7 separate regions of the Mus musculus genome follow, and all the other regions are linked to region 2. A link is a contact called in public promoter capture Hi-C and targeted proximity ligation data. All regions are on one chromosome and are shown on one strand. The core of a region is the stretch at or near the end of the contact, and the rest is flanking DNA. Distances in the headings are between cores, read along the strand shown. Region 1 has its middle 7.0 kb from the start of Ms4a4a. Region 2 holds the start of Osbp (oxysterol binding protein). Region 3 holds the start of Ms4a13 (membrane-spanning 4-domains, subfamily A, member 13). Region 4 holds the start of Dtx4 (deltex 4, E3 ubiquitin ligase). Region 5 holds the start of AW112010 (expressed sequence AW112010). Region 6 holds the start of Ms4a10 (membrane-spanning 4-domains, subfamily A, member 10). Region 7 holds the start of Fam111a (family with sequence similarity 111, member A).

Region 1 (2,700 bases), core at 61-2,560, 600 kb after region 2:
TGTAGTATGGTAAAGATGAAGCAGAGATTGAGGTGATGGCCAGACAAGAACTGTTCCAGATTGAGACCCATGTCATAATATGGAACATGGTAGGGAGCCTGCCCCTGACACTGCTAATGGTATTATGCTATATTTGCAGGTAAGAGCCTAGCATAATTGTCATCAGAGAGGCTTTGCCCAGCAACTGATGGAAACAAATGCAGAGACCCACAGCCAAAGATTAGGCAGAGCTTGAGGAATCCTGAAGAAGAGGAGGAAGAATGATTGTAGGAGCCATAAGGGTCAAGGACATTACATGAAAACCCACTAAATCAACTAACCTATGTCCACAGGGGCCCACAGAGACTGAACTGTCAGTCAGAGAGCCTGCATGGAACTGAACTAGGCCCTCTGCACATATGTTATAGTTTGTGTAGCTTGGTCTTCATGTGAGACTCCAACAGCAGGAGTGGGTGCTATCTTTGACTCTGTGGCCTGCCTTAGGGACCCATTCCTCCTACTCGGATGCCTTATCTAGCCTTAATAGGAGAAGATGTGCCTAGTCTTGCTGCAACTTGATATGCCAGGACTGTTTGATATCCATGGGAGACCTTCTCTTTTCTGAAGAGAAATGGAGGAGGAGTGGATGGGGGAGTAGGGAGGATGGGGGTAGGGAGAAAGGACTGAGAGAAGAAGAAAAGTGTAAACTGTGGTTGGAGTATTAAATTAATTAATTAGTTAATTAATTGATTAGAAAAAAAAACAAAAGAAATTCATATACCCTTCACAGTATGAGAGAACCCAGAGGGTGGTAGTAACTTTGAGGGTAGTAGTGATTTTCAGGAGAGTTGGGATTAACACACATGTATTGACCAAATGCACCACCCTTTCCCATTCCTCCAATTCTTTCCTAATACCTCCATCACATTTCCCTCCAATCTTCTTATATTCTTTCCTTTTTAAACCTACTGAATTCACTAGAATTGTCTATATGTACATGAGTACAGACAATCTACTGGACCATGGATAAGTGGCCTCTCAAAGTCCTTAGCCCTGAAGAAAACTGACTCTACCTCCCTAGAAGCCATCAACTGCCAATAGACTCACACGAATCTTGTGCACGTAGTCAAAGCCACTGTGAGTTCATGTGTGCAACAGACCTATCACATTGGAAAACTGTTTTGTATGTGATTTTGGGAAGTAGTGTTGTCTGTATTGCCCCAACAAACATGAAATCGAGAAAGAAGATTACAACCATTTTATCTAAGGGACAGGCCATCTGGAGTATAAGACGTGGTACTGCCTGAGAGCCCTAAAGAAATAAGGAAGTACAAATTGATGTAAGTTGGTGCTGAACACTCTCACGCCACCATTAACATTTTATTTTTGGCACAGAGGCATGTGTTTCCCTGGTTCTTTGAAAAACAAGACTAAAAAACAGTCACTTCCTCACTCTAGGACAAGCAGTTCTTGGAGAATATGCCTGTCATATTTTGGGAATGAAATAGCTTTTGGTCTCTTCTCTTTTCCCATTTCCACCTCTTTATCTCTGTGTGTAATATTCCTTATTTCTAACAGCCATGAGAAACTGCTGGCTATCTCAGGGACAGATGAGTGTGCATAAGTGGATAGAGGAATCTGATCACTCTCATTAGTTAAATAGCCAGAAGCAGTTATGGTAAATAGGAATCAGGGTGAGCATTTTCTGTGGACTTCTAGGAAGTGAACATGTCCCTAGGCTGGACATTATGTCCATTGGTACATAACTGATGAAAAACATTTGTTCTTTGTTCATTTTGATATGAATAAAGAGTGTATGGGACCTCTGGGTGTTGTGTGGGGGGGATACCATTTCTATGAGTAGACCACTGTTGGGTGACTTTGTATTAACAAGGACAAATCAGAGGATATTTGGAAAGAATCCTAAAAGAAATTGAAACCTTTATTCCCTGATGTCAAAGAAAAGTGTTACAGTTTCTACATAAGAGAGGAAATGAATCTTACCATGTGCCCATGAAAGAGGATCAGAAGCAGCTAGTGAGGTTATAGCTCAGCCAACTCCATGGGTACATCCTTGTAAGATCCCAAGTCAAGACACAGCTAGGCAAAGATCAGAGTCAGACTTTTGAAATACATTCTTTTAGCTTTTGTTTGTAGAGTTGATTACAGTGTAACAAAAACCAAAAATACATCTTTAAGTAAAGGTCCTCACTAGTCCCACTAGGGTTATAACAAGTTATTTTGTACCAAGAAACAGAAGGAGACAGCAATACAGAATTCCAGAGAATTTAATATCAGCGGCAGACTCTGGAAATATATTCATGACAGAGGACTATGAAGAATGGAGGATGCAGTCCCAAATGCTTGCTACTAATTGCCACAGGAAACAAAAAGGCACAGACCTGGCATCTGGCAACTGACAACTCATACAGTTGAATCTTGTGTCAGTATAATATAAAAAAAGATTGTGGTATGAATACAAAATCTTTCCAAGTTAATGAAACTTGACAAAAACTAGCTGAGTTGACAATTTTACTGCTGTAAAAATTAGAAACATCAAAAAGAATAAGACTTGGTTTGATTCCTGTTAAGTACTTTCAAAAGTACTAAAGAACCATATAACTCTACTGAAAACTCTAGAAGGCAGTTATCCTCTGCACTTAAGTTTAGAAGAATCACGGTATCTGCTGGTACGTGTTATGATACTAATAAATAGTGGTA
Region 2 (2,700 bases), core at 84-2,583:
GCTTATAACCTGTCCTCCAATCACCTCTCAACACCTCTGTCTAGTAATATAAGCCCCGAAGTGTGACATGTTATGACCATGCTATGAGTCACAGTAAGTATACATTAACCATACCAAAATAAGCACTGTGAAACCTTAACAATCATTTCAAAAACATGTGTTCTTCCTTTAATAAAACTTAATCTTAAATAAAACTAAAAGGTGCACGGTGACTGCTGGATAAGACAGTCATTCCCATGGGAAGAGGTGGGGCAGGCAAAAGTAAAAGCTATGGTAGAGTACACATCTCTATTGTGGACTGTCTAGACCGAGAAAGTACGCGCATGCTTGAAGAGGTAAGACATATGGTGGACAGAATCCCAAAGTCTCCCTGTGTGTGGTATTCTGATGTCGGAATGTGTATTCTGAGTAGACATGGGCAGGTATATCAAGGGTGTATCAGAAACATTAAATTTTAGAGACTAGAGCACAAAAAGTTAGGAGTTGTAACTTCCACTGTAAGTTCCTGAGGGACAGTGCCCGGGCTCGCGCTGTCTGTGCCCCTCCAGCTTCACAACAGTGCCTTACTTGCAGAATTAGCGATTGCACCCACGTGGTAGCGGAAATACAATGGCAGAGCAGATGCTCTCCAAACAATTGCTGACAGGAAAGACCCAGGGATGGAGGCAGATGAGGCACTAGGGGCGGGTGACAGCGGAGACAAGAGCAGTGTGTCAAATCTGCAGGTTCTGACTTCTGCAAGCTGTCAACCTGTGCAGGTGACAGACAGCGACCCAGGGCGACCTTGGCAGTGAAGCCAGCCGGCGGAGAGTGACAGCGCGGGTCTGTGGGCTGCACAGGGGGGGAGGCCAGGTGAGCGTGGCGCCCCGGAAGCAGTTACCTGTAGTAGCTTAGGAGCCCGTTGCTCAGCACGAACCATCGCCGCTGGTAGCCTTTGATGTAATTGGTCCATTTGAAGAGCCAGCCCTCTCTAGCCGAGCCCGAGCCCCCGGCGCCCGAACCGCCCGAGCCCGCGGCTGGCGGTGCAGAGCCCGGGCCGCCTGCCGCCACTCCTCCGGCCCCGGGGCCCGGGCCGCCCGCCGTCGCCGCCGTCGCGGCCGCCACCCCGGGGCCGGGCCCCGCGTCCCCGCGTCCGCCGCCGCCTCCCACCGCGGGTGGACCCGCGCCGCCGCCGCCCGGAGCCGCGATGGCTGCCGGGCCCGGCCCCACCACTCCTCTCAGCTCGGTCGCCGCCATGAGCCGCCGCCGCCCGGAGAGACACGACCGGAACCGCCTACGAGCTCCGCCGCCGCCGCCCGGAGCGCCCAACACGGCTAGCGCTTCAGCCGCCGCCGCGCAGCGTCCCCGCCCCGCCAGCCCCGCCGCGGGAAGGAGGGCTCGACTGCCGGGAAGGAGGGCGGCGATTGGTGCCGCCAAGTGTCACTTGCGGAAGACCCCGCGGACATTGGCATTTCTCTCGGGCCTGTCATGCTACTCCGCCCAGTGAGAAGCTCAAGGCGCGACGCGTCCTCCAGGCCTGCTTTCGATTGGCTAACAGGAAAGCCAATCAGGCAGGGCTACAAAATCATTGGTGGCTTTCCGAAGTCCGAGGACGGGAGAATGCAGAGCTCACGGCCGGTTTGGCCTCCGAATGGCTAGTACTTCCGTCAGTCATTACAGTTTATGCTTCTGTCATTGCCACGTCACCCCCGCCCATCGCGCTGCCCTTCATCCTCTTCCGCCCTTACGGATTGGTGGTTGATATCAGCTGCTCAAACCTTTCTACCAATTACTGAATGCATTGAAGTAAATGGGGCAGAGTCCAGCCTTCACATACTCATTCTTATTTTTTATTGGCTGACACCTATGTCTTTCACCTGTCGGTGGAGAGGCAGGGCTATGATTGGAGATGATTGGTTCTGGACATTGTCAGTGAAAGCTGCAGTTGGCCGAGATAGCAAATAAATTCATGGATGCACAAGTGGGCAGGCACGTTTGCAGCTTTAAGGAAGTGATGGGTCTCTATAAATGCTCTTGATGTGGGTGTGCTGTGGAATTCCCTCCTTCTCAATTGAGACTTGCAGATGGCCTTAATAAAGAGAGATGGATGGTTCCTGGGTCTCCTAGGGATTCCGTTTTCATATCCTGCTTCCGGAAGAACCCAGAGAGAGCTTCCTCGGCCCCCTCCTGGACTCACGACTCCTCCAATCCTCACCCCATTCCCTTTCCTGGTCTACCCTCTGTCTCTTCACTCTAGATTCTAATACACTTCTATTAATTCTGACCATCTAGTTGCCGACCTTATTTACGGGGAGAATAGATTGGCAAAGACCTACTACCTACCTTTATATCTCTTTTCCAAATCTAAAGGCCCTTGTTAGGTTTAGTGTGGTAAAAACACAATTAATTCTCTTGTTTATTGCTAGGGTTTTGTTTTGAACTGGGTGTTGAATGATTAGATTTGATCAGCTTAATTACAGCTGTGTTAGAGGTCACAAATTTCAGTAACTAGTCCAGCATTGAGCTGTTGTGAACTATTATTACAAAAATAGCCAAAACCTGCATTTTGGGGAATCTAACACCTATTACAGTGTAGCAGTTTTTGACCTGGCAGTAGGAATAGGGTTTAACTTTTATTTATTCATTTCTTCTGATTTGTGTGTGTGTGTGTGTGTGTGTGTGTGTGTACACCTAAGTGCAGGTACTTGTGGATGCCAGCAG
Region 3 (2,700 bases), core at 121-2,620, 770 kb after region 2:
CTCTTTTCTATTTTTATATATAATACATTATATGTTATTATATTATACGGAACCATATAGTGTATTAATTTTAAAAGTGCTATATAAATATTATATACTTATATATTTATATATTATAAATAATATAGAATATATCATAATACTATTATCAACATACATTATAATTAAATATATATTTATATTTTATATGATTCATATAATTTTTATAATTTATATATATATATATTTGGGGGGGTGAGACAGGGTTTCTCTGTGTAGCCCTGGCTATCCTGGAACTCACTTTGTAGACCAGGATGGCCTCGAGCTCAGAAATTCGCCTGCCTCTGCCTCCCGAATGCTGGGATTAAAGGCGTGAGCCACCACGCCCGACAAAGGATAATATTTTGTTTGTTTCTTTGTTTGTTTGTTTGTTTGTTTTTGAGACAGGGTTTCTCTGTGTAGTCCTGGCTGTCCTGGAACTCACTTTGTAGACCAGGCTTGCCTCGAGCTCAGAAATCTGTCTGCCTCTGCCTCCCAAGTGCTGGGATTAAAGCTGTGAGCCACCACTGCCCGGCTACATATAAATATATTTAAATATATTTATGTATACATATCTATTTTATGTATACTATGTAACATATAATGAAATATAAATAATATAATACTATATGAATATATATTATAAAAAGATTATCCTTCATAAAAGGATTATCATCCACGAAATATTTGCAATGTAAGCCAGAATTTTAAGTCTTCCAGGAATAAATGAAAGCTCACAGCATGCTCTGGTTAAAGGAGCATCTACTGTCCAAGGGTCTTTAAGCCCTCAGGAAGTCTTCGGTGCTCGGCAGGTGGCCTGTGCTCCCTAGAGAAAACAGGTTTTCCTTTCTGTCTCCCCATTTGCTCTCCAGTAGTAGAGTATTCTTTATCTTTTCATAGCTATCTATGCATCTTTATGTTTCTCTTCACAAACGTTGAACTACTGCCTCATATCAAATCCAAAACCAATACGGTGCAGAGAGCCTGCATAGTAAAATGTCCCCAGCGGGTGGGTCAAAGCAGTCATTTTAATCATTTCCTAAAGAGTCTCTTCATTAATTTCTTTAGCCATTTATATTTGGAGGAGGGTGGAAGAAGAGTAAACTATTAACTCATTTACTTGCCTTTTTACAACTTGAAACCTTCTGAAATGTGTGGTAAACGATCAGGTCTCTGCGGCCATTCTATCTTAGGAGAAGCATCCCTGAAGAGGCAGTGTTCCAGCCATGTCCAGGGAAGCCATTACTAGAAACTCCAGAAGAGGATCGAAGTGAGGGACCAGGGCGTGGCCCGCAGGCCCCAGTGAGTCTGCGCACTGGTTCTCATCCCTCTGCCCTAAGAGAGGGCTGTTGCCCTTGACAACCCGGCGGCTTGAGGAGCTTGACAACCACCTGGGAGCTAGACTGCGCGCTGCTGCCTCTGATGGCTATGCAGCCAGATCTAGCGCTGAGAGCACCATCCACGGTGATCCTTCTCTTCAGCCTGTGCCTAGGCCTGATAGGGTGAAACTGGATCCTTGGGTCTTGGGACAACTGAAATGTGAGGTAACAGTGTGCCTCTTTACTTTTGCTAAGCATCAAAATGGACACGGTCTGGAGAAAGGGGGTTGAGGAAAGAGAGGTGGGCACATCTCCATTCTCCATCTTTTATACCCTCTCGTTTGACCTTCTAAAAAATACTTTTATTTACTTTTTGAAATGTGGGGTCTCACTGTGTTGACAAGATTGCTCTAGAATTCCTGGGCTGAGCAATCGTCCTGCCTTGACCTCACAAGTAGCTGCCAGCAGCTACTTATTCCCACCCACTCCTTCTAGATTTCATCTAGTACTGACTGCCGGTATATGGGTGTATCATGATGTGAGGTGAAAAGTAAAATACTTCTCATGACTGTAACATCAAGGTTCGCCACTAGTCACCTTAAGTAAAGTATTCACTTAAAATATTTATCAGAAAAGGGGGAAGAAAGAGGGGAGTAACTGAATGCATATGGCCAGGGAATTAAGCAGGAATGACCACGAACACATGGAAATGAACTTTATAATTTCTGGGGACAACAAAGTGATTTGAAGTTAGTCTTGAAAAAAATTTGCAACACAATGTGGCAGGAATTACGGGCAAAATGTTAAGACAAACATCTGTGTATCTAGCTACCTTGTAGCACAAGCAGGCTTTGGGGAAAGGGTTACTACCAGGGTTGTTAAGCTATGAAGTCCGAGTGACCAAGTGAGAGGGGAAGGTGGGCAGGAAGCAGTTCATGAAGAAATTGGTGTGTCCTCTGAAGATGTCATTCTCTTCATTTTATTTTAAAAAATCTTTTTTGAGGTTGGTGAGCTGGTTCAGTGGTCATGAATCTTGCTGTTTTTGCAGAGAACCAGAGTTTAATTGCTAACACTCTTATCAGGCAGCTCGGTGCCAACTTAAACTTCAGGGGACCTGACACCCTTTTTCATAGGCATCCAAACACACATGCAGATACACAATTATTTTAAAGTAAAAACGTTTTAGATGTTTTAAATCATTTTTCTGGGACGCGCGCACACACACACACACACACACACACACACACACACACACCAAGGCTCCATGAACGTTATAGAAGAGAGGGTAGGAAGATTTAAAGTCAGAAGTGGTAGAAAGGGCTGTGCAACATTGTCCTCTGAATGTAACATGGGTGATGCACTC
Region 4 (2,763 bases), core at 5-2,504, 540 kb before region 2:
GCCGCCTCCCCTGCCGGGTGGGCACCTGTCCTCCGGTCCGGAAGGTGGCCAGCTGTCCCCGGCCCACACAGGGTGCTGCCTCAGCGCCTCTGTGCTTCTGCCTGTTCCAGAAGCTGTCAGGTTCTCTGGCGCACCCTCTCACCTGTTCAGACTCACAACTAATTACTATATATTCACTCTCTCTAACAAGTTACCCAGGCGCAAATGTTTTCCTGTGTTGTCATTCATTTCACTTCTACTATACTACCCTGCCGTGTTATCGTGGTAGACACAAGAAGACGGAGTGCAAAAGAGAATGGTCAGAAAGTAAACGTTAGTTCTTTCTACTTCCTGTTTGTCCTGCAAGCAGACAGTTAAATATTTCTTAATACCCACCCACACCTTTCCCCAGTTTAAGTTTCCTCTATCTGGAAATTTCTAGTTTATCTGCTTAGGAGCGGTTTTCTGTTTGTCTCCTCAAATATAAAAGGAGCACATGAAACTATGGAAAAGCCATTCCAAAAAAGATTAACAATCTCATTACCAATATAAGATTGCTCCAAATTCCAGCTTCACTTTGTCAGAACGGATTCATTGTGCAGTTCCACCCACGGAGAAACAAAGTGTGTGTTTTCTGACAAGGTTAATACATAATTCTCTTTAAAATGTCTAACTTAATTCGTTTGGAGACCTGGTCTGGATATGTGGCATGAAATTCTCCATCTTCTTGCTTCTCAAGTGTGGAAGTTGCCCGTGTGATGTACCATGCCAAGCAATAATGTGCAATACAGGCTTCAATCCCCTTAGTCAGAACCCACTTTATATTACTTTCCTCTTTAGCCATTGATGATCAAAATGAGCGAGTCTAGCTTGCGTTTGTTCTGCTGTCTCATGGTTTTATTTACATAGACACTGCAGGATGAATTAGTCTACCTTGTGTCTTCTAACAGAAAAATTGGACAGCAAGAACTTCTTTTCTCTCTATGTAAACGCAGGGAACCCTTGGCACTGGCTCTCGATGGTCACAAGTGTGTGGCCTTTGACCTGCACTTGAGGATTTGGACCAGCAGGGGGCATGGAAGCTCTAGATCGCTGGTGCTAGTGGCCATGGGGCGTGGCTTTTGCATCTTTGATGGACAGCTAGGGAACGGTGCAGACGAGGATGAGGTAATAACGGACAGAACAAGGAGAGCGTGGGGCAATTCCTGTGTGTGTGTGTGTGTGGGTGGGGGGTGTTGCGTGCGTGTGTGGGTGTGGATGTATGTGTGTGTGACAGAGAGAGAGAGAGAGAGAGAGAGAGAGAGAGAGAGAGAGAGAGAGAGAATGCGTATGCATGCACGAGCTGTAGGGAGATGCGAGCCTCTGAGCTCACGCCGCGGACACGGCCGGTGCTGAGCTGAAAACAGACAGACAGACAGTTCCATATTTGAACAGGCTGCAAAGTTGGGTCCTGGCAGTGGCAGCTGGGACCGGGATGGCGCGCGTGCTCTCGAGACTGGGGGACCAGGGAAGCCTCCGCGGGCGCGAGCTCGCCTTGGCGCTCTGCCCGGGAGGGGCGACTCCTCCTGGAGGCCACTGAGCCGAGCCGCAGGGAGGGGGAGCTGTGCCACCGCGGTCGGCTTACTCGAAGCGGAGAGAGGGCGGAGGGCGTGACCGTGCGGCGCGATCCACGCGGGCGCCCGCGGAGCCCGAGGCGCAACTGGTGCGAGGCGGGTGCAGCGTCGCGCTCGGGCCGCGCGCCCCCGGGTGGCTTTGCAAGGCGGGGCGGCGAGTGCGCAGGGCCGGGCCTTTGCATGAAGCCGCTGGACCCCTCGGAGCAGCGGCAGAGGCGGCGGAGCCCGGCGGAGCGCAGTCGGAGACGGGCAGCTCCGGGGTCCGTGTCCCAGTGCCTACGCGGCTGCGGACTCCCCCATGGGCCGCAGCTGAGGCTTCCCGCAGCGGTGGGGCGCAGACCGGGGGGCGCGGTTGAGACCCGGAGGCGGCGGCGCCGGAGGAAGCGCAGAAGGCCGGGCCCGGGAGGTGGGCAGCACCGCGCCGCAACCCCGGGCTCGCCATGCTCCTGGCCTCGGCAGTGGTGGTGTGGGAATGGCTGAACGAACACGGCCGCTGGCGTCCCTACAGCCCAGCCGTGAGTCACCACATCGAGGCGGTGGTGCGCGCTGGTCCCCGCGCCGGGGGCAGCGTGGTGTTGGGCCAGGTGGACAGCCGGCTCGCGCCCTACATCATCGACCTGCAGTCCATGAACCAGTTCCGCCAAGACACGGGTGAGCCATTCACATCTCTTGTCTGTCCCAGGAGCTCCCGCCTCGTGGGTCCGCTGTGATCCACCCAGTGGCCAGCTTTGCTCACTGGTATCAGCTATAGGTGTTGAGGGCAGGTGCTTCTCTTCCCTAGGTCCTCACAGGATTCCAAGACCACCTCCAAGTAAATGTCCTTGCAAGTAGTTTAAAGAGTCTTGATTATACAACCCAGCCTCAGCCTAGCTGCAGGAGAACCCCTTTATGCCCCCATCAGCCCCTAGTAGCCGTTTGTGCAAGAACTCTAGGGTTTTGCAAACCGCCTCCCACCCCCCAAGAAATGCTGACTCTTCAGCAAGACATTACTTGAACCTCTTGGCTCACACCTGCTCACACTTGCTCACACCTCAGTTCACCCTGCTTTGCCTCAGGCACCTTTGGGCCTAACATACACTTGCCCCCACCCCCCACCCCCTTTCAACTTTAATGTCTATATGGCCCTCTTCTAGGGACCCAGCCTTCCCACTGTCAGCTCCTGGGTAAGAGA
Region 5 (2,700 bases), core at 155-2,654, 920 kb after region 2:
TAACAACTAACAAATACATCTTAGTCATCTCTGCTTTCATTTATTCAGTGGTAAATATCAAAAAACGGAATCCTTATAAGCTCTTTCAGAGTCTTTAGTTGATTTCCTCCAAGTGCAAAGATGTCCCGAGTTCCTTGAGTTAGAATACACTCACCCTCTCAGAGCCCTAGGACACAGAGAATGGGTCTCCATTCTGGAGCCTCACAACCCAGTCTAAAAGCCCTTCACTCCTCCTCCTCAGAGGCAAGGGACCAAGATCAATGTTGAGTGACAGCTCTCTTGACCTGCCAGTCAACTTGATAACCTCCACCTATCTTCATTGTTGTGTTTTGTTTTGTTTTTTATTGCTCTGAAGAGACATATGACCAAGGCCACTGATTTTAATTAATTAACTTATTTATTAATTAATTAATTTGGAGGCCCACAGTTTCAGAGAGTTACAGTCTGCAATCATCATAATGGGAAGCAGGGCATCAAGCAGGCCGGCATGGCACTGGAGCGGTAGTTAAGAGTGTACTTCCTGCGGAGGAAGAAGAGAGGGGATCGGGGGAAGGGAGAGAGGGAATAAGAGAGAGAATGTGCACAGTGGGACACACCTCCTCCAGCAAAGCTACACCCCCTAATTCTTCCCAAACAGTTCCCAACCAGGAACCAAGCTTTTAATTTATGAGGTGGGGGGGTCTCACTCAAAGGACCACACCCTATGGAGAGCGGGGCCTTCTGTCTCTGCTGGGGATTGCCTCCTCTTCCTTATATTTCCATGTCACCTCTATTACTCCCAATCTGACCAGTCAGCTGGCTGTGCCAGCAGTGACTGCTTCCCTGTCACTACACAAGATCTTTCACAGACACTCTATGGGCTTTTTAGCAACGATAACAAGGTGGCACCAACAGGAGAGCTCATTAAACCTATTGTCCCTTGGTTCTGGAGGCAGGAAGTCTGAGTTCAGGGTGTCAGCAAGGCTCCATCCTTCAGGAGGACTGGGAGGAGAGTCTCCTCCAGGCTTCTCCTAGCCTCTGGCTTCTGGCAGTATAATAGTGAACTCTCCTTGTATTCACATCTGCTAATTCTTTAACCTACAACCCACGATGAAAATGCAAACACAGGAGATACACGCTTGAGTGTAATCCTGTGTCCTGCCTGAAACCACATCCTAGAGAGCCCTGAAGAATATCCACTGACCCATGTACTTGTGTTACTCTTACCAAAAAAAAAAAAAAAAAAAAATCAGCATTTGCTTTAAATCATTGAAATATCATATTATGTCTGCTTATTTCCATAGCCAAGGATGAAGCAGTTGTCTCAGGCAACACTGTACTGTGTTCCAAGCAAGGAATTTCCCAAGTGGGAAAAGGCTCTTGGGCTGTGTTTGCAGATCTTCCTGTTTGTTTGTGGGATAGGCCAACTAATTGTGTAAACTTCTCTCAGACTCGGGGTTTTTCAGTCCACTCCTGTTTAGCAAATAGTGCCCCAAAGCAATTCAAAGGGAAAGTGAAACTGACATTCTCAAACTTTATATAAAAAACCAAAGAGAAGATCAGCAGGAGTCTAGCAGACAACCTGAGCTGCAAGATGTCTCCCGTAAGTACCTCTTGATCTGTAAGGGGAAATCTATAGTGGGTAAGAAGGCCCATGGAAGGCCTCATCCCAGCTTACTGGAGAGAATGAGTGTCACCTTCTGTCTTTGAAAGCTTGCATTTAGTTTGTTATTATTTCTAAGTCTGTTTTTCCAGGAAGATATAGTTCTTGTGGGGTGGGTATCTCCTGTCTGACACCACAGAACTCAATTCTAAGCCTGGGATGTAGAGAGGAGACAGCACTAGGTAGGCATATGAAGGGCCAGCCAGGCGCTGCGGGAAATACACACACACACACACACACACACACACACACACACACACGCACACGGAAATATCTGGAAAGGACAAAGCAAAGGACTTAAGCGTAAGTTTCTCCTGGGTCCTCCTGTGTAAGTTCTTTCTGATTTTCTCCTCAGTTGTGGATCACTTCACTGACTTTTTCTCAACGTGCAGAGGCCTTAATTCCTTCCCCTTTTAAAATAGCTCTGTTCCAGCCCAGCAGACTTTTTAATGATCTAGCTTTCTCTAAAAGCTCAGAACAATGGCAGGAGTCTGTACCCTCTTCTGAAGATGAGGCACCCTGTATGTAGTTAGAATCTTCCTCTGCCCTAGAAAAAAACATTTGATACAGGCCCTGCTCTCTCCATGTTAGCTTTGCCTTCCCCCTCTAGCCTTTAACCATCTCACTTTTCTGACTGTTCTTGTCCATGACCTCACATCCTACTCTTACCCAGAGGAGCCTCTCTGTTTTGCTCCAGACTGCACCTAGAATTGTCAGGGTCAGAGTCCAGGCTCAAGCAATCCAGATTCATCTACCCAGTCCTTAATGGGCCAACTAAACAAATAAGAGTGGAAGGTAGAAAAAAATGAATTCATTGTGACTTCATTGAGAAGCAGAGCAAAGGGGTCCAGTGACTTGGCCCCACCTGGGCTTATCACTCAGTTTCTAACATGGAGTTTAAATAAAGAGCCAGAGGTATGCAAAGCGAAGAATTTCTTTTTTTTTTTTTTAATTTTTATTTTATTTTAATTAGGTATTTTCTTCATTTACACTTCCAATGCTATTCCAAAAGTCCCCCATACCCTCCCCCCCACACTCCCCTACCCACCCACTCCCTC
Region 6 (2,700 bases), core at 20-2,519, 990 kb after region 2:
AGCGTACTGGCTGCTCTTCCAGAGGACCAAGGTTTGATTCCTCCCGAGCACCCACTTGCCACATGGCAGTTACAATTGTCAGTAGCTCTAGCTCAAAGGGATCTGACACCCTCTTCTGGCCTCTGAGAGTGCCAGGCACGCATGTGGTGCACAGACATGCATACAAACAAAAACAATTATACATATTAAATAATAAAATCGTTTTTTAAAAAAGAAAGAAAAGTAAGATAGAGAATAATACACACAAATAAACCAACATACACATATATACATACAAATTTACCTAACTGCATATGCTGCATACACTTTAATATGTATATTAAATATTAACAATTAAATGTGTATTCTCCGTCTTTAAAAACCAGAGGAAAAAGATAGAAAAAGCACAGTAGTTATCTAGTTCTGCATGAGACAGACTGGACAGCTTGAAGTTACACATTCTCATCTCACCATGTCCATGGTCAAGATCCAAACATGCCTTAGATATAAGTTCTCTGTAAGTCACATGCGCTGCAAGCTTGGTGGTGGCTGGACTTCACTCTCAATCAGGGCTTCCTGTTACTTGTGGTCACGTGACCATACCTTTTAAGACAAACACTACCATGCTTACACAGATGACAATACATCTGTCTGGCTTACCACCAGAGACCAAAGTCAAGCAAGAACTTAGGATGACCATGGCTGGTTTGAGGAGGGACACAAGGCCCAGGGCAGGGTCATTGTAACCACTATTGTGGATACTTTAACTTTCAAAAAATTAAAAGATTCTTTGAGGGGCCAGAAAGGTGTCTCAGAAGCTAAAGTTACTGCACAACCTGACAATATCCGTTCAGACCTCAGCACTGTGGAAAGGTGGAAAGAAGGAATCAATTTCACAAAGTCCTCTGACCTACACACACTCACACAGACACACAGACAGACACACAGACACACATCAATCACACACTCATATCAGCCACCCACATCAACACACACACACACAAATAAAAATTTGAGAATTTTAATAATCAACTCATTCAAATGCTGCCTTCACCAACTTGACAATGAACTGCTCCATGAACTGAAATGTCATCACTGCAACATTAACTGTCTCAGCTGTTAAAGGGAGACATAAGGAAGGAGACTCAGATCTTCACCTGCCCAGGTTTGGAAGCAGATGGTTTTGAAGGATCTAGTCCAGACATGCATCTCTGATTAGCTGGGAGTGTGAGCAAGGGGTGGGTCCCAGAAAGAAAAGAATCCAAAGTCTAAAGCCATAAAGATGTTCTGATTTCCACCTCTGGCTCTGTGCTGAGGCAGCTCTGGATGGTCAGGCACAGCTGAAGCCTACAACAGAGTTCCCGGGGCCAGGTGAGTACCCCCTCTCCACAGCAGAAACAAACAAGGGAGGGTCATCAGGGCCTCAAGTGGGGTTCAGTCTTAACACAAGAGATCAGCCTCTTGTGCTCGTCAGTCAGTAGCTGCAAGCTGGTGGTGAGTGGCTGAAACTTGACCCCCCCAGAAGTGAACAGGAACTGTTTATCAAGCAATGTCCACAACAGCTGGAGAACAAATGTTCCATGCTATGAAGTCCTGGGAAGTGGGGTTACTACGGGCCTCTCTCCAGGAAGGAGTCTGCTACCAGGAGCCCAGCCCACTACCCAGGATCAGTTGGTGATTCTGAGAGCTAAGAGGAATGACACCCCGTCCCTTCTAACCCTGGAACCTTGAGCACACAGAGAGACAGATTTGAAAAAGCAAAGCAAGGAAGACACTTGGGAAATTCCACCCTCTTTTTCCCATATCTTCCCTTTACACCAAGTGCCCAGCCCTGAGACCTCGAGAAAGTTTACTTTGCAAATGCCAGGGCCCCTTCTGACCTAACATAACTGAAAACCCAATCTTCTAAGGGTGGCTGCCAGCAGCCACTCTGTCACACTGACTCCATACCTCTCGGTACCTGCCTTTCTCTGCCTAACATGCCCATACATACATCTACATATATGTACATATATGTGCACATATTATATACACATACACACGTATGTGTAAACACACACTACACTACCCTCTCTGCTCTCTTGACTTCTTCTGCACTGTCTGCTTAGGGTCACATTCCCATCAAGATTTTCTCAACCTTCTAACCCAGACCTCCCATGGACAGATCTTATCCATTCTAGACATTCCCTGGCAACCAGCTCATTGCTCTGCAGACAAAATCCTGAAGGGCAGTCCTGTGTGCTCCCAGATAACTGTCTCCACACACTCTCCTCGACACAACCTTCCCAGCTATCAGGATCCCATAGCTGATTTCCTCCTTGCTCTGAGCAGGAGTCAGATAGAAGCAATGAACTCCCCATCCTGGAGATTAGAATGGGACCTCTCTTAACAGAAAACCAGACAGAGGTCAGGTGAGATTCAGGCTGTAGGGCAGGTATCATTGGCTTTTATTACTAAATTCTAACCTCTGGCCCTGGCCCAATTAATCTTTGCAGCCCACCCTCAGGCAAGCACTAGTGTTCCTGTGTATCCATAGAAACAGACTTAGACACTGAGATGCAGGAGCAGAGCCAGGGCTAGGCCTGGCCTGTCTGCTTGGAAGATTCATGTTCTGGCCCACTAAAAGGTTACAGAATCCTCCTAGCTCTGTCTCTGCCTCCCACAGGCTAAGGAAACGGGAGAGATTTGCAGAAAGTCTGAGGCTGAGTATAAATCACCAAG
Region 7 (2,700 bases), core at 184-2,683, 610 kb before region 2:
GCCTGAGTTAAATGAGACTTTGTCTCAAAAAAAAATGGTGGAAATATCCTCTAATACAGAATTATTTGCTATATGATAGGTATTTGGAAGTTCATTGTATGATCCCCTCCTTCGTTTGTTTGTTTGTTTGTTTGTTTGTTTGTTTGTTTTTCGAGACAGGGTTTCTCTGTATAGCTCTGGGGATCCTGAAACTCACTTTGTAGACCAGGCTGGCCTCAAACTCAAAAATCTGCCTGCCTCTGCCTCCCCAGTGCTGGGATGAAAGGTGTGCGCCACCATGCCCGGCATATGATCCCCTCCTGCCTCCACTCCTCCTTGCTTTTTCAGTTAGAATGATGTGAATACAAATTCCTCCGAGTATACCACATTATAATTTGAGAAGACAAAGTACTTACATGTACTATCTTTCTTTAGTAGAGCAATAAACCAATATGGCCTGTACCAAGTCCCATCCTCGGTCTCCCTAACAGTTTCCTGGAATTGCTTTCTCCATCTTCTTCCCCTTTCTCTTGCCCCCTTTTTCTTTCCCCTGGCCTTTCTCACTCTCCCTATTTCTGAATAACGCCCTGCCCCACCAAGCCCCTTTAAGCCTCTTTCTGGCTTCTGAGCCACATCCGTCCCTCCCTATTGCCTAATAACTTCCTCTCCAGCCCCTTGTCTCCCTCCCCCACCTTCACTTCCCCCTCTCTTAAAGGCGCTTATTTTCTGGCTAGCCATGTGCACATTCTTGCCTACTTACTTTTCTCTCAGAAAGGCTTTCCAGAGGCAAAGACCAGAGCTGATCTAAGCCTGCCTCTTCCTACACTACCACATCATCAATACCAGCACGCTGAGGCTAGAATGCTGAAAACAACCCTGGGCTCCCTGGGTCCTTCAGATGGGTTAGCCCTTCTGCCTCTGTCCCAAGGGCTTTCCAGCGCTAGAAGTTCCCCCATGCCACCAGTGTGCCTGAGATTTCACCCACTCTTCATTTCAGAGTAGCACAGTTTGTTTATGGACCTGCCACCTTCCCTGGCTCACAGCTAGGACCAGCTACACTTGAACCCAACATCTAGCATTAAGTCTGCTTTTGGGAGGAAACCGTCACAGTGCCCTTAAAGAACACTAAAGATGACTGGTATTTTCTAGTCCTCAGCAGAACATACTGGGTTATGTTGATGGAAACAGCAGACAAATCAGGTTAATGTAGTAACCACCTATTCGAATATGGATAGCTTCCACTCCACCTGCTAGGCAAGCCTGAGAAAGAAATCAGTATTTGTCACTTGTGTATTTTTATTCCAAGATGAAATAGACTTGCTAAATATATTGGTGAATATTTGCTGCACACCACATTCTGACATGAAGAAATTAATCTTAAAGTGGCTTTTTACTTACTGGATCTTTCCACTCTATGGCAGCTTCGCTCCAGCCGCTGGAATCCCGGGTCTTTTAGAAAAAACAGAACCAGACTGTCATTTGACGTCTTTGTTCAGAGGGTGGAGAGACTGCGGATTGGTCCTTTCTCTGAACAGCAACCAGCTGTGCTTCAGTCCATTGGCTGCATTCAGAGCGCGGGACTGGACCAGAGCAAGCGCAGTGTGCATCCGCCCTGGTCTCTAAGGGCCGCCTAGTCAAGGAAGCCCGCCAATCGAGTGGGTGTGGTCCTCTACTCTCCAGGGATCTCCTTTTAGAGCCTAGTCAAATGAGGTATGCTAACTGGACTCAGTGGGAAGCTGAGGAGCCAGGACTAGATCTGGGTTCCCTCCTGGTTTCAGGCAGGTCCAGGGATTTTCTTCCAAATAGCAAGAGAGACCAGGGCAGCAGGTTAGTGACATGCTTTCTGGCTGCAGGCAGGAAGAGAATGAGCTAGGAGGAGGAAGGCTGGAGGACTCAGGGCCTTTCTAGGGGGTAACATCCCCACAGCAGACCAGCTTCAGTACTTGAACAAATCAGAAAGAAGCTGCAAATCCTTGTCAAAGACTCATTTTTCAAAAATGTATTAAATTTATTATTTGTGTGTAATATGTGTATGTGTGTGTATGCCACATGTCACAACTTTCAGGAATTCAGGCTCTTTCCTACCATGTGAGTCTAGTGGATCAAACTCAGTCAGACTTGGCAGCAGATGCTGAGTCATCTCGATGACCTAATAAATTGATTTTTTTCCAGATGTGCATCATTGGGAGTAAATATTTTCTACTCATAAAGAGAGTGTCCACTCCAGAAATATGAGCTGTGATTAAAAAGGAGGAAGAGGAGGGAGGGAGCCAGGCAGGGAGTGGGAAGAGATTACTGGGAGACACAACTGTTATGGGGCAAGAAGGAGGATGCTTAGGGCATGGCTAAAGAACTAGGGCAGTGGAAAGTCCCAGGAATCTATAAGGGTGACCCCAGCAATGGGGGATACAGAGCCTGAACCAGTAATCTTCTATAACTGGACAAGATTTCCAATGAACAGTTTGGGACACTAACCCAGCCACAAAGCATTCTACCTACAAATTGTCCTGCCTACAAGATAGTCTGGGGAAAAGTGGTGCAGAAATTGTGGAGGTGGCCAGGGATGACTGGTCCATCTTGAGACCCATATCATGTGAGGAAGCCAACCCCTGACACTACTAAAGATATTCATTCATACTTGCAGACAGACGCCTAACATAATCATTAGCAGAAAGGCTTTACCCAGCAATGAATGGAAACACAGATGCAGAAACCCACAGC

Evidence for each region. Promoter capture Hi-C pulls out the DNA fragments that hold promoters and counts their contacts.
Region 1: a targeted proximity ligation map of bone marrow-derived macrophages shows a contact between it and region 2, with 4 times the contacts expected there. A contact is called at or near these places in 2 of 39 promoter capture datasets (hippocampal neurons and macrophages), 4 of 484 Hi-C or Micro-C datasets (CD4 T cells, cortical neurons and pro-B cells) and 2 of 130 datasets of targeted methods (bone marrow-derived macrophages and memory CD8 T cells).
Region 3: a promoter capture Hi-C map of stem cell-derived epiblast-like cells shows a contact between it and region 2, with 4 times the contacts expected there. A contact is called at or near these places in 2 of 39 promoter capture datasets (pre-B cells and stem cell-derived epiblast-like cells).
Region 4: a contact with region 2 is called in a promoter capture Hi-C map of hippocampal neurons, with 4 times the contacts expected there. A contact is called at or near these places in 8 of 39 promoter capture datasets (cranial neural crest, hippocampal neurons, liver and 4 more), 2 of 484 Hi-C or Micro-C datasets (cerebral cortex and muscle stem cells) and 2 of 130 datasets of targeted methods (astrocytes and bone marrow-derived macrophages).
Region 5: a promoter capture Hi-C map of liver shows a contact between it and region 2, with 5 times the contacts expected there. A contact is called at or near these places in 4 of 39 promoter capture datasets (hippocampal neurons, liver and neural stem cells) and 4 of 130 datasets of targeted methods (effector CD8 T cells, large pre-B cells, memory CD8 T cells and 1 more).
Region 6: a promoter capture Hi-C map of liver shows a contact between it and region 2, with 4 times the contacts expected there. A contact is called at or near these places in 6 of 39 promoter capture datasets (the 3T3-L1 cell line, hippocampal neurons, liver and 2 more) and 1 of 130 datasets of targeted methods (embryonic stem cells).
Region 7: a contact with region 2 is called in a targeted proximity ligation map of memory CD8 T cells, with 6 read pairs. A contact is called at or near these places in 2 of 39 promoter capture datasets (hippocampal neurons and neutrophils), 1 of 484 Hi-C or Micro-C datasets (cortical neurons) and 2 of 130 datasets of targeted methods (bone marrow-derived macrophages and memory CD8 T cells).

Annotation. Positions count from the first base shown.
Region 1 is chr19:11,367,126-11,369,825 of GRCm38.p6, reverse strand. No RefSeq gene overlaps it. Among named protein-coding and RNA genes, the nearest start is that of Ms4a4a, 7.0 kb to the left of the region's middle.
Region 2 is chr19:11,964,477-11,967,176 of GRCm38.p6, reverse strand. It overlaps Osbp (oxysterol binding protein), which reads right to left and starts at 1,333. Exons shown (of 14, transcript NM_001033174.1): 1 at 881-1,333. The coding sequence starts at 1,236.
Region 3 is chr19:11,195,407-11,198,106 of GRCm38.p6, reverse strand. It overlaps Ms4a13 (membrane-spanning 4-domains, subfamily A, member 13), which reads left to right and starts at 1,370. Exons shown (of 7, transcript NM_001347435.1): 1 at 1,370-1,562. It overlaps 4930526L06Rik (RIKEN cDNA 4930526L06 gene), which reads right to left and starts at 1,290. Exons shown (of 3, transcript NR_045317.1): 1 at 1,143-1,290.
Region 4 is chr19:12,500,487-12,503,249 of GRCm38.p6, reverse strand. It overlaps Dtx4 (deltex 4, E3 ubiquitin ligase), which reads left to right and starts at 1,254. Exons shown (of 9, transcript NM_172442.3): 1 at 1,254-2,243. The coding sequence starts at 2,033.
Region 5 is chr19:11,049,270-11,051,969 of GRCm38.p6, reverse strand. It overlaps AW112010 (expressed sequence AW112010), which reads left to right and starts at 1,404. Exons shown (of 3, transcript NR_102366.1): 1 at 1,404-1,582.
Region 6 is chr19:10,973,269-10,975,968 of GRCm38.p6, reverse strand. Ms4a10 (membrane-spanning 4-domains, subfamily A, member 10) reads left to right here and starts at 1,269. Exons shown (of 9, transcript NM_023529.3): 1 at 1,269-1,350.
Region 7 is chr19:12,572,258-12,574,957 of GRCm38.p6, reverse strand. Fam111a (family with sequence similarity 111, member A) reads right to left here and starts at 1,433. Exons shown (of 4, transcript NM_026640.2): 1 at 1,378-1,433.